2 separate regions of the Lactuca sativa genome follow, and region 2 is linked to region 1. Evidence: chromatin contacts called from public Hi-C data. All regions are on one chromosome and are shown on one strand. The core of a region is the stretch at or near the end of the contact, and the rest is flanking DNA. Distances in the headings are between cores, read along the strand shown. Region 1 holds the start of LOC111878123 (probable sulfate transporter 3.4). Region 2 holds the start of LOC111918953 (coatomer subunit beta'-2).

Evidence for each region. Hi-C and Micro-C count contacts between places; a contact is called where the count stands out from the background.
Region 2: a contact with region 1 is called in a Hi-C map of leaf, with 7 times the contacts expected there. The contact joins the promoter of LOC111918953 here to the promoter of LOC111878123 in region 1. A contact is called at or near these places in 2 of 4 Hi-C or Micro-C datasets (bud and leaf).

What each region holds. Positions count from the first base shown.
Region 1 is chr4:187,137,116-187,143,900 of Lsat_Salinas_v11, reverse strand. LOC111878123 (probable sulfate transporter 3.4) reads left to right here and starts at 4,246. Exons shown (of 10, transcript XM_023874631.3): 1 at 4,246-4,675; 2 at 6,183-6,231; 3 at 6,324-6,531. The coding sequence starts at 4,313.
Region 2 is chr4:187,389,999-187,397,568 of Lsat_Salinas_v11, reverse strand. LOC111918953 (coatomer subunit beta'-2) reads right to left here and starts at 3,910. Exons shown (of 26, transcript XM_042901246.1): 1 at 3,643-3,910; 2 at 3,410-3,430; 3 at 3,249-3,310; 4 at 2,423-2,477; 5 at 1,769-1,805; 6 at 1,358-1,683; 7 at 1,140-1,271; 8 at 915-1,063; 9 at 625-693; 10 at 364-514; 11 at 220-285; 12 at 1-139. The coding sequence starts at 3,645. It overlaps LOC122194488 (a long non-coding RNA gene), which reads left to right and starts at 6,916. Exons shown (of 3, transcript XR_006190766.2): 1 at 6,916-7,356.

The sequences.
Region 1 (6,785 bases), core at 2,997-5,496:
AGAGTAAAACATCCCTGACCGACTAATCAATGGTGTGTGTCATGCGATCACCCCGAGCTCTTCCCTCCGCTACCAGAAGTACCTAAAACCAAACTGAAAACCGTAAGCACGAAGCTTAGTGAGTTCCCCAACCTACCACATACCCTGCATAAACACATACAACACATACTGGGCCACGCCTTCTATTTCGGGCCCCGCCTGCTACCTCGAGCCTCGCCCGCTACAACGGCCCTACTGCTCCAGGCCCCGCCTGGCTTCGAGCCCCGCTTGGATACATATCTATTTCACTTAGGCCTCGCCTGTCACTGGGCCTCGCCCGCTAACATATACTAACACATAAACATATCACAACTTAACACATAAGCTAACATATACTAATGAATCCTATCCTGAGGCCTCGCCTATCTTGGGCCTCGCCCTTGTCCTGCTATTGATGAGTCATGGAACCCCGTCCACGCTTCTATTGATAGTGAGATCCGGGCCCAGCCCACACTCACTATTTCCCTAACTTGGGCCTCGCCCCTGCTCTGCTGCTAATGAGATGTGGAACACCGTCCACACTCTGCTATTGGTGAGATACGGGACCTCGCCCACACTCACCTCCCTACCAGGCACATACAAGTATCACACAGACAACAAGTATACTCTATCATGCAAACCATTCCTTGGGCACCCGCCCACTATCAATGGACTTTGGTCCTAAATATCATACTGGCATACAGTGCCTAGGGCTAACCCCTGGGTCTTCCTACTCATATCTACATGATCTACATGGGCCGGCATTATGGCCTTAGACCCATTCACACAAAGGGAAACTCACCTGCACTGCTGAACTTGCTGATAACCCTCTGGCTGCTGACCGACAATTCTCTGAACCGCTGCTCCACTAGCTCCCCGAGCTACCAATATCAATATACATAACACTTAGATCCAAACAAAACTCTTAGAAGCCGTCTAAGTCCTACTCTTGCCAAAGTCAATGTCCTGGTCAAAGTCAACCCTCTTGGTTGGCTCTACTCGCCGAGTCACCCCAAGACTCGTCGAGTACATGAATTCAGAAACTCCCATAAAACGACTCAACTCGCCGAGTCACCCCCAAGACTCGTCGAGTTCAACGATCTCTGAGTCCCATCCTGCCCAACTCACCGATCTAAGCCTTAACCAGAAGAGGTTAGGGTTCTGCGATCTAACTCGTCGAGTCCAAGAACAGACTCGTCGAGTCCATGGCAATATTCAACAGACTCGCCGAGTTGTTCTTCCAACTCGCGCGAGTCCCTGCCTATCTTCATCCAACTCATCGAGTCCACCCATGTGACTCGCCGAGTAGCTTCAGTTCTTAATCCATACAGTGGCTTTTCGAGCCATGCAGGGGCTCCAAACCATAAATCCACTCTTCTACAGTCTATCCCCCACGTAAAGTTGCAAACTTTACATGAAACCAAGAAGCTAAAAGCCCAAAACACTCTAGGGCTAGGGTTCTAGACAAGCATGCTTCACCAACACCCCCAAGACTGATACTTTATGGTTCTCTAGGCCGAAACACACTTAGATCTGAAGTAGCAACTTCAGATCTGGACTTCCAACTCAAAATGGATCTTAATCATGCCATAAAAGCCCCAAATCTCATAACAAAGGTAACACTTTAAGCAAAAGAGTGAAGGTAACGACTTCTTACCTCTTAATGCTCTAAAAAGCCCCACCAATTCAGGATCTAAAGCCAATACTTGAATCACCAAAGGTTCCCTTCCTCCTTCTTCCTTCAAATCACCCAAAATGGCAAGAAAGCTTGAATGTGCTAAAATGGAGGCTTAGAGTTTCGTGTTCTAGATAAGAGAGGCTATAGAGAACCCTAAGGGAGAGAATGAGATGTTTATAAAGTGCACAAAGTCCTGGATTTAGGGTTTTCCTCTTCAGACCGGACTCGCCGAGTCCTCTTGCTGACTCGTCGAGTCGGTCACTTACTCTTTGACCCGGATCCCGCTCGGACTCGTCGAGTTCCACCCTGGACTCGACGAGTTGACCCCCCCCCACTTGACTAAGGGTTCCTTTCCTTTCTTGGTATTTCTGATTATGGGTGTTACACTAACACCCAATTTGTTTCTATTTGAAGCAAACTTAGAACCGAAACTGACAGTGATAGTAGAGGAAGAAATCGTCAGAGATTCACGTCGAGATAGTAGGATGCGATTTTGCCATATTCTGAGGTTGATGTCGGGTATAAGGCTTAAGGGCAAATTCAACTTTTTACATCTCTGTTAGAAAAGGCTTAATGGAGCCTAATTGAGACAAGGACTTGATTGTTACTCCAACCTATCATAAGGAACGATGGTGTTTAAATAGAAATATAAAGACTAAAAGTGTTAAAAAATGGATAACTATAGGGACCAAGACTATGAGTGTGTTTGACACGGAGCGTTTGGGAACTTCTAACGTTTAATGAAATGCTCCATTTTGAACAGAAAGTGTCGTTTGATACTATAAGCTTTTAACGTATAGTTTATAGAAACGTTCCAAATTTAAAAACTATATCACATAGCTTTTAACAAAACATTACTAGCTATCACCTACCAGCTAGTTTTGCCAAACAAATCTTATAACTTACTCTATTTGTTATAATATAATATGTCAGGTTTCTTAAATTACACAAATAATCTTACATACCAACTTTTTATATCATTGTATTCGGTAAAAAAATATCTACCTCCTCTAATAAACAAAATCAATTTTTGTCACATGTCAATTTTTCAAATGCCATATTGCCATGTGTCATTTTTCTTTATTCCTATTTTCTTATTATTCTGCTTAAACCAAAAAATCTGTTTCAAATTTCATTTTCGTAACTATATTTGCATAAAAAAAACAAGGACTTTCCGAATTGTAGCCTATAGATAAGTTGGTTGCCTATTTTCTTGATAATACAAATCCCTAAAAATCAGTAATAAACCAAGAATGAAATCTTATGCAAATATAAAATCAAGGACTTTTCGAATTTTGGATGAGATTTCAAAAGTGGGTATTTTAGAGTCAAAGGGGTTTATTTTTATTTTTTATGCATGTTGCCTTATAAGTTTAAAAAATGTGGGCTTTAGTTATATTTTTCTATTCTAATAAAAGAATAATTTTATTCTCCTATTGACAAGTGTCATAGTATTACAATTTTTCATTAATATTAATTTTCAACTATCATGCCACTTGTCAACATATTAACTATCAATTTCAAATTTCAAATTTTAAATTTATCACTCAAATTAAATTAAATTAATAACTGATTCTTTATTTTAAATTTTTTCATTCTAATTATATTAAATTAATAACATTAGATTAAAAAATAAAATAAAATTAATACAAATTATAAGGTGATATAACTCCACATATTTATTTAAATCAATGATTATAATTTTATATAACTAAAAAAATATATCTCTTAAGTAATAACTATTTAAAATATTGATTAATAATTTTGATTTTTCAATATGAAAATTTAATTAATTTCATAACTATGGTTCTCACATGTTATAAACTAGTGTAATAATAAAAAATAATTTATGTTTGATAAAAGAAAAAGAAATTTTAATTTATGTAAGTGTTTAACAATTAGTCTAATATGTATGAAGTGCCCTCAAACTTTGAAAATATATTATTAATTTCAAAATTATTTTAGTTATACCCATATATTATACGTGTTATAACCTAGTAAGATTAGTAAGTCTACGGTAATACAGGTGGCATTACCATTAGTTACTGTTATAAAGAAAAACTAAGAATAAGCTCAAAAAAATCCATTACCAGCGCAAAAGTGTAAAAAATCAACAACTTTTTTCGGTTTTTTGGTCGGTGTCTTTTGCTTTCCTTTTCTCTATCAACACGATTTATATTTAACACTTTCTCATAAACCAAACCAAGTATGATCCCCACATCTTAACATGAAGAGAAAACAATGTCTGATTAGGGATATAGATAGGAATTTCGTGCAATTATAATATAAAAAGTATTTATACAAAAATGATTAGATTAACACTATTATTTTTAGATTATAGTATATGAAATGAAACTTTGCTCTTTTTAAACGTTTATTGAGGGTGTAAAAAGAGCTAAATTGAATAAGCGTGTGTTACAAGTGTACAGTATTAGAACGAGCAATGAGCGTAACCTTGATTTCCCAAAATACCCCTGAGTGACATGACATTTTTCCAATTCTACCCCTGGTTTACTACATCCCTATTTAAACCCGAAACCCCCTTCGGTTCACAATTACCACCAACTGCACTCTCTCTCCCTCCCACCACCTTCTCGCATACGCAGTCACAATCACATGGGCCTCAATTCGAACCGAGTCGATCACTATTCGGGTTCGGGTCATGCAAATCAAGGGCTCACATCAACTGCTCCGGCGACGATAACAGTTCCCGGAGAAACAATGAGGTCGCTGGAGTTGCACAATGTTTGTTTGCCGCCACAAAAAACCACCTTACAGAAACTCAGGCATCGGTTATCTGAGGTCTTCTTCCCCGATGATCCACTCCATGGATTCAAAAACCAATCGCGTTTTCGAAAACTGATTCTCGCTCTTCAATACTTCTTTCCGATCTTCGAATGGGCGCCGAATTACAATCTTACACTCCTCCGTTCCGACGTAGTTTCCGGTCTTACCATTGCTAGCCTCGCGATTCCTCAGGTATCACTTCATCTTCATCACCTTCATTAATTACTCTCTCACACACACCGTTACATACAAAGTGTGTGTTAGAGAAAAGAATTGTAGTCGGTAGTCGCATTAAATGAGTTTTTCTGATTCTGATATCGTGAGTGCGGTTTTTCTGGTGATATGTTTGTAATTTGTTTGGGTTGCTCATAAATTGGTTGCGTGTGTCAACTTTTGTGTGATGTTCGTTCGGTTCTTCATGCATGGGTTTGTACTTTGTGCTTTACTGATAGTACTTCAAACAGTAGTGTCATTTTTGTTCAAATTTTCAGGTTTATGGTGTAATTAATTATAAAACCAATTTCATTTTTATAATCAATTTATATCCATATCTTCATCAACAATTTTCGTTATTTGTATAATAATTAATACAGTATATAGTAATTTGTTTCAGTTTATAAGGTAAACTTTTAATAGCAAAGATTACACGTTGTTAATGCTTATTCTACTTCCTTCTTAGAAACCATTTTTTTTTATGTTTATATATTTTAAAAATACATTAATTTATTTAATAACTACTAGAAGCAGGAATTGTTTTTAAAAATTCATTTACTCAAACATAAAATGTTTAAAACGCCAAATTTGTGTTTTGTTTTTATTTTTTATTTTATATTTCGATGGTTTACTTTGTAGTTTTCCAGACATGCAATAAAAGTGTATTTATTGATTGGATTAATAAAATAATTTTTAATGGACACAGGTGAAAGCTTAAAGAATACAAGCATACTTTTTTTTTTTTTTACAAAAACAATGTAGCGTAGAATTAATTTTATTTATTTTTAATTATAAAATAGTTATGTAAGCAATTAATCTCACCGTTTACCATATCTTGACTTAGATTTTGACCTTATCTTTTCAAAAGTATTTCGTTTAAAGAATATATCTATTTCGTTTGAAATAATTGAGTAACGAATTAATTAGATGATTGTGTGATTAATTTTAAACCTTAATTGGATCAATATTAGTTGTTATCACTTGATGTAGAATATATGCTTTCAAATCCAAAAAAACAAAATTATGTTATCATCATTACTTTCCTTTCAATCCATCTTCTTCAAAAATAAGCATGAAATTTGGTACACCAAATTCTATTCCATTAATTTCACTTTAATTTAGATTATTTGTGGTTCTAAATCAACTAATTCTTTTTTAGAAAATAAAGCGACTTATATAAAATTATGCTTACTAGGAATTCTTCTAGTAAAGTAAAGGTGCTTACTTCTTTTCACATTACCAAGCTAAGAACATGATAAATGTTTTACACATCAACTAAGAAATAACAATTCATGATATATCAAACTAATTTAATAGTAAAGGTCAAAATCAAAACTATAATTACATCTCGAATTCAGGATTGGATCTTCTATTTAGAAGTTATGTCACATCAAAACCATAAAAACGAAATATAAATAGGTCATATCATAGGGCCCACAAGGTATTTGTGTTGTTTCTTATTATAATTTTTTTGTATAATTTTCAGGGGATTAGTTATGCGAAGCTTGCGAACTTGCCTCCAATAATCGGGCTATGTGAGTTTTGTATCTATTTATGTTATCTTCGTAACACAAAACGTTTTATGATTTGATGTAAAAATGACATATTTTTTTGTAAAAATGAACAGACTCGAGCTTTGTGCCACCGTTGATCTACTCTGTGCTTGGGAGTTCAAAGCATCTAGCAGTGGGGCCAGTGTCAATAGCGTCACTTGTCATGGGAACAATGTTAAACGAAGCAGTTCCATACAACAAAGATCCAGTTCTCTACCTTAAGTTGGCTTTCACTGCTACTTTCTTTGCTGGTGTCTTTCAAGCAACTTTAGGTCTTCTCAGGTACTTTATAATTATGCATCCAACTTAATCATGAAATTTGACATCAATGTGTGGTTGAAAAAAAAATATAAAAAACTAGTGGTGAAGATTGGTTACTTAATGATGAAAATGAGATTTTTCAACTTTTATGTAGTGGGCACAAAAAAGGGAATATACTTTGTGAACTATCAGAAGTGGGACCTTTTTACATAAAAAGGGTTGGTTATACAAATGTTTTTTGGTTGTGTGCACTTTTGACTTTCAAGTTTTTCAAT
Region 2 (7,570 bases), core at 2,661-5,160, 250 kb before region 1:
CATATTCACCATCAGATGACCAAACAATCTCTAATGCAGATCCAAATGATCTATTTCTCCATGCCAAAGCTGTATATATGATGTATTCACCATCACCACAGACAACAACAAATCTCCCATTTGGGTTGTGCTTCAAGCTCTGTGGAAAAATAGAAAAGTCAAAGTTTATATGGTTGACTATTTTCAGTTTAAAGGAAGGTAGGAACAAGCATAACTCACTTGTGGATAAAGATCACATGTACCCAGTTCTTTAACTGCTAAAGGCAGCCTCTCTCCATCAGAAACCTGAATAAAAAATAGATTTTTATTTTCAATTTCATTGTTGACATAATATAACATGTATATGGGCTTTAAAGTCCAAACCTCGTGATCAGCTCCCACACTCTTGATGTTAACAGTTTGAATTTCATTATGTTTAGCCCATATAATTTTCCCACTATTGTCCATGCTGGCTACAGGCTCTTCACGTCCAATTTTCACCATTATGGTTCCCTCATCATAGCCAATAACAATCCTGTAAAAACAGTAATTAAAATAAATCCAGATAAATGAAGAAGCATCAAGATTCAAGACCCACAAAACAAAAAACAAAAAGTGCTATATATAGAAACATAACACACTTACCGACGTGAACCTTTCATGTATCCAACAGCCCAAACCCTTTCAAGTCCATAGTTCAAGGTGTTCTCAAGTCTGCATAAAAAAAAGAATGGCATAAAGTCAAAAAGTTTACATTTTTAGCATCTGTATAATGAGGGTATTTTGGTCTTTTAATAGGAAATGAAGAATAAAATTGAAATCCTTCCATCCATGATCCATCAAGATTCCATGCCAATGGAATGGAATCTAGCATTCCAATTCCTTCAGAATCCACAAACCAAACACACCCTTAAAGGTCAAAAACAAGAGCTCACCTGTAAGTGGTTGAATGCCATATACGAACAGTACCATCTTCTGAACCTGTCATTATTATTGGAAGCTCGGGATGGAAACATACAGCAGAAACATTGTGTGTGTGACCTTCTAGAGTTTGGACACAAGTTTTAGTTTGATAATCCCATACCTGTTTCAAATTATGTATAACATAAAATGCAAATTGTAGACACATTTATACACATAGCCAAAAAAAGGGGACAAACCTTAGCAGTGTGATCATCTGATCCAGTAATAAGATAGGGTTTATCACCACCAGTAAAGTAATCCACACAGTTCACTCCTTTGAGATGTGCATCCAGTGTGAAGTTAGGATCAGGTGAACCAAGATTCCAAATCTAAAATTAAAAAGATAGTTTTAAACTGTTGGTTATCACTGTATCAGTTACTGGTAGACAATTAAGCATGTTCTAATTAAGATTACCTTTATAGTGCGATCAAGTGATGCACTTGCAAAAGTATTGGTGTCTTTAGGGTTAATGGTGACTTGCATAACATAATGAGAATGACCCTCAAAGATTTGAGTACAAAACCAACTTTTCTCCCAATCCCAAAGCTTTATAAGCATGTCATCAGATGATGATAATACATATGGTAGTGTAGGGTGCACAGCCACACACCGGATGTAATCAGTATGTGCCTCAAAGACTTTGACTTTGTCCATTGTATTATAATTGTATACACGAATAAACATATCATCTGCACCAGCAACAACCCATTGCTTGCGTGCTATGAACTTTGCTGATCTGACTGCATATGTGTTGTGTAAGCATCAGATATAAAATTTAAATACCAATCAGATAAAAGGGTACATTAACAGACTATAATAACAAACCTGGTAATTCGGTCACCTCAAATGATTTTACCATAATCTGCAATTAAGAACATGAGAGTTATCTACTTTTCTTACGTAAGCTTTGTTCTTTAGCTCCATTCAAGACAGTTATCTACTTGCCAATCAATGAAGTGACAAAAGTTTTAACATCTTACAACATTTATGATGTTTATTTCCTTCTTGATAACTATACAAACAATTTCTTATTATAATTGGTGGCATCGTCAGTGATCAGCTATTCAGCTACCTTCTCTACTATATAACTAAGTTGCACAAAGTTAGATGACATTTATATCCTGGTAGTTTTCTGCAGAGCATTTATTTAGTGCAGTAATTTAAAATGCTACTAGTAACTTGTTAAAACTTATATGTTCTTCGTAGTTATTTTTCTATAGCCAATAAGTTGACTGCATTGCATGGCAACAGAAATAAATCCCTTCACAAGAGGCAATGACTACTATTCTAATAAGAGAAATAACTTGAATTTTGTGTTTCTCAGTTGAATTTTACTGCATTTATACTCCATTGAGAAGGAATATACATCAAGGAAAACATGCATGGATGTTGACTTTAGAGATGTCAACAGAATCCCATTAGAAAATATCAACCATTTTAATTATTCACTTCCTAAAACTTGTTAAATTAGTCTCATACCTGGGTCTGGTAATTCCAGATGCAGACTGTCCCCGAATACAAACTTGCTAGGATCCTGTAAAAAAACAAAAGAACCATGACTATTGATGCATAAATGTCTAGTATTTGCTCAACAACAAATTTCCCTATGATTTAGCTACTAAAGCTTGGGATTCAGTTATACTACAAATAAACTCCTAGCAATTTCTATCAGAGTCAAAATAAAAATACACAAGTCACCAAAAAGAGTTCATTTATAATGAGTAAGTATAAGGGAAAAGTGAATATGTGGCTGTCATGTATGTAATATTAGGTATAGAACCATCAAAATTGACTTCATTTTGATTAAAAAAACACAAGTTTTTTCATTGTTAGCTTCTTTCTATTGCTTTTGAGCTCATATTATTTCCGATTCATAATTTATCTCCAACATCTATGTATTTCGAATGTGTTGTTTATAATAAACCTTTAGTAGGCTTCATAACTTTCTTTGACACCTACCATATATATACTTGCATGGCTCTTTTTACTGTGTTATGGGAAGAAGTTTATTAAGTTTTTAATGAGCAATTTCAATCTTTCATTATAGTTTTCTATATTAAATTTGAATATGAATATTTATAGGTAGTTGATAATGTATTTTATACATGGTTTGTGTTGCGAAATTAAATATTTAAAACTCCATCAAAATATGTACAAAGCCTATCATCTAGTCTAATAGAGAGTACAAGAAAGATGGTAGCGAGATTTGATCGCATTTTGTTAAAACGATGTAGTTTTTTATGGTTCTATACCTAATATTAGGTACATAATAGCCACATATTCCCTAAGCCCTAAGTATAATTACCATGGCTCCGTTGGGTGCAGATCCACGGATTTTACTCTTTCTGATCTTTGAGCGAGTTTCCTCTGTCAAAAATACTCATAATTAGCACGACTAATGAAGACAAGTCTTTACTTAATAACAATAACGACAATGAGTCAATTCCAAATGAATATCAGCAGTACCTTGATCTCGAGTCTCAGAGGCTGTTCCAAAGTGAAACACAAACAAAAGGAAATGAAGTTTCAGTTAGCACACCAGATCCCAATAGTTCGTTAATAAAATCTCAAATAGATCATACAAACGCCAAAGTTAATCTCTAATGTGATTTAATCAATGATCAATCAAACGGAATTAGATCAACCGGATCCAAAACAAAATCAGCAAAAATGCGAATCAAGTAGAATTGTAGACTCACCATTGCTACAGATTAAATTAAGCGCCTTGATCGATAAATCAATGACTGACAACAGAACCCTAAGCTCCGAGTGAGAGATCCGATCAGACAACCCGAACAGAGAACAAGGCACGCCGAATCTCCGTCCGAATTGAGAGATTTTGTGAGTGCTAGGGTATGGAGAGTAATGGAAATAGAGATCAAGTCGCGTAACAGCACATCTGTGAATCGGGAGTGTCAAAGAGGGTGCGGTTTTGAACATACAAAATGAAGTGTGTTTGTTTGTTTAGGTGCAAAATGCAAAATGCAACGACCAAACTTGAGGAAAATTTTCTAAGGTCTTTTTTTTTTTCGGTTAATTAACTTTGGTTTATTTATATATGGGTAATTATTTTTTTTAACAAATCTATCTGGGTAACAAATTTTTTGGAAGTGTTCCCATATGACCGTTATGACCGGCTATAGTAGGTTACATCCGGTTATAATGGTTATATGTGAACACTTCCAAAAAATTCGTTACATAGATATGTAAAAATAAAAATAGTTACCTAGATGTGAACAAGCCGAAAAGATAATAGTAAATTACACGAATTGTCCATGTGGTTTGGAGTAATTTGCGCGTTTTGTTCATAATTTATTTTTTTAACTCGGCTGATCACTATTGTTTATTTTGGTGTGTGTTTGGTCTCTGTCTTATATACAAAAACTATTATGCCCTTATTAATTAATTTTTTTTATTTATGTATTTGTTTTTTATATATTTAAAAAAATTAATAGACCACATATATTTGTATCTTTTTACTATAAGGCTAAGCGGAGTGGGGACGCTAAGCCCACTCGCTACGCTCGCTAGCGAGCCATAAACACCGCCCCCTAGCGCCCGCTAGGGGGGTCATTATCCGATCCTCGTTACCATTTTGGCAAGAAGTGATAGAGAGAGGGTGAGGGTGGAAGCTAATTGGTGGAGACGGGTGAATGTCTGGTTCTTTGTGCTTCTTTTTTCTTTTCTTAAACTGATAAAATATATGAGTTTTTCTTTTGATCATGTTCTTCGAACAATCAAAAGAAAGAAACTACATCCAACCTTGAACACCCAAACCCTAAATTAGAGGGGATGATGAAGAATTTTTCGTTGTCTGAATAAACCGAGCGAAGTTTGAGACTTACCGTGTCTTGGCAGGGTAATTTCTGGAGGGTTGTGATGGAATTTCCACCATTGAAGCAGTCGGGATGTTTGCAGCCATGGCAGTTTATTCCTATTTGCTCTGATTATTAACCAATCTGAGCCTCGTTACTTTATTTCTCACATTTTCACATCGATTTTGCACGATAATTCATCTTTTAAATTTGGGATTTTGATATTTTGCTTTAAGTAAGCTTTGTCACTATTTATGTGGTTAAACTTTTTTTTATTTTGTTTCTTTTAAGTGCAAAATCTATCAAAGGGTGTGAGATGGTCATTTGCCTTAAATTTCCAAGATGGATTTCATATTTTCCTAACAAAATAAAAAATTAATCAAAAAAATAAAATTTGTTTAATATTTGTGCGTAAAAAATGTTTGTATATTAAAATAAAGTAATTTAATTAAATTAAGAAAAAGAAAATATAAAAAATAGAGTGCTAAGAGTATTACCACTCCTTACCAAATGCTTAAATGTCCGAAAATGAGGTGGCACTCAAAAATATGACGTAACAAGGTGTCACTCCCTTTAGCCTAAACCTGAAACCACATTTGAGAAATTTAATTTTGGTCCCACCAATCACCATCCCATCTCTCATCCTCCTCAACTTTTATATCTTTTCCATCTTTAGTGACATCGACGTCTTCATCATCTATTATTTTTTCGATCCTTCAACTCTGGCAAACCAACGTCACAACCCATTGTCTCTTCATCGAATTTTCCACCACCACAACCCAATGCATCACAATTCTTATAGGAAAAGACAACTAATACCAGAAAGAAAAATTAGAGAATCATATCAACTGAAAACCATAACTATAAATGCAAATCAAAACTTGAAACTCTATTAACAACATTCTAAGCTTTAACTCATCAAACGTTGTGTTTTTTTATATTATTGGTCTCTAATTTTGATACTTTTATTCTCTAGTAAATTTAGATTTCTATATTTAATATCTTAAATAATAAAATTCTATAAAACGATGATGTGTTTTTTCCATGTCAAATCTAGAGATTATTTTTGTTAACAAAGTAGTGCATTTTAAAAAGATATTTACCATAATGGTGTGGTTTTAAACATATTTACCATTTATGTTAAATTTTATATCAAATCAAAATTAGAAGGTAAAATAAAAAAGAAAAGAAATTGATTTATCATGGTAATTAACTTCTCGGTTTGTTCATATCTGGGTAACTATATTTTTTGTACACATCCAGGTAACGAACTTTTTAAAAATGTTCACATATGACCATTATGACAGGATGTAACATTTTACAGCCGTTCATATTGGTCATATGTGAACATTTCCAAAAAGTCTGTTACCTAGATGTGTATAAATAAAAGTAGTTACCCGAATGTAAACTAACCGAAAAGTTAATTATTTTGATAAGTCTATTGCCCTTTTAGCTATGTTACAGTGAATTATAGATTGTATATTTTTTGGGGGGTTACCCCTAGTTTCTGAGTTTTAACAAAAAAAAATATCAAAAAAGAAAAGAAAAAAAAGTAAGAAGAGAAAAAGAAATAAATAAAGAAAAGGAAAGGAAAAAAATTTATGTGCATTGTAGAGAAATAAAAGGAAAATTAAAGTTTTTGTTCTTTTTCATTGGAAGGAAAGTTATGAGGGAAAGTGATCATAAATGGTAAATTTTTTATGTCAATTTTTTTTTACTTTCTTCTCATTTTCATTTATTTCCTCTTTTTCTCTTGTTAAGTTGAACTCCGGAATAGGGTGTTAATGTCCAACCGATCTTTTATACTAATCTATACTAATAAATAAAGATCTATTTGTCACATGTCAATCTTTCATGCAATTGGACACTTGTCATTTTTTGGGATTTTTTTGAATTATTTAATAAACTTGTCATTATTTTGTTTTTCCTTTTTATTCAAATGTCACCTATTATATGTCATATTAATTAATTTTATTAATATATTAATTAATGTGTATTAATGTCACTACTAGAAACTTGAGTTTCAGCTATGGATTTAGAGAGGGATAAAATTTTAGCAAATTTTAGGCTTATAGAGAGGGAATTACAAAAGAACTACTATGGTTTAAAAAATTATTTTATTTATTCAACATTTAGCATATTAGAGAGTCTTTAGTGAAAGATCAGCTACGGATATCACAAGCATTTATCGACACACCCCCATCCCTCACAAATCTGTCAAAATTGAAGGCATTAAGCGAGGGTTTAGCGACAGATGGAAGAATTGTCCATTTTTTCCAGATGGAACGTGTTTAGCGAGAGAACACCGGTGGAAATTATATTTGGGGGACGCACATTTTGTTTTAGTATCGCCGATCTCTCGCTAGAATTGGCGCAACCCAATTCTAGTTTCACGAAATTGCTTAAGTTTCCTTCCCTCCCAAATCAGCTTTATCACTATAGAGTAAGTTCCCTTCGTTATGTTAACCTAATCTCACCCTCTCCGTTCAAACAGAGATGACGACACCACTCACCATTGCTGCTTTCGATTCCGGCAACCGCCACACCCCAGCATAAAATCTATAAAATCTAAAAGTAGTTCGTTACCTTCTGACTCAGGTAAATCTCTTGATTTTCTTTGCTTTAGTCATATATTAGGTTAGGTTTAGACGTTTAGTTTAGCTGCATAATATTTTACATTAGAGTTTAATTTCTCACTTTTTTTCTTTTTCAATCATCATTTGTCTTATATCTTAGCAATAAATACGTGAATCACCTTGAATTGATTTCATCATGTAATTATGAACTCTATTTGTGATTCCTGAATTTCGTA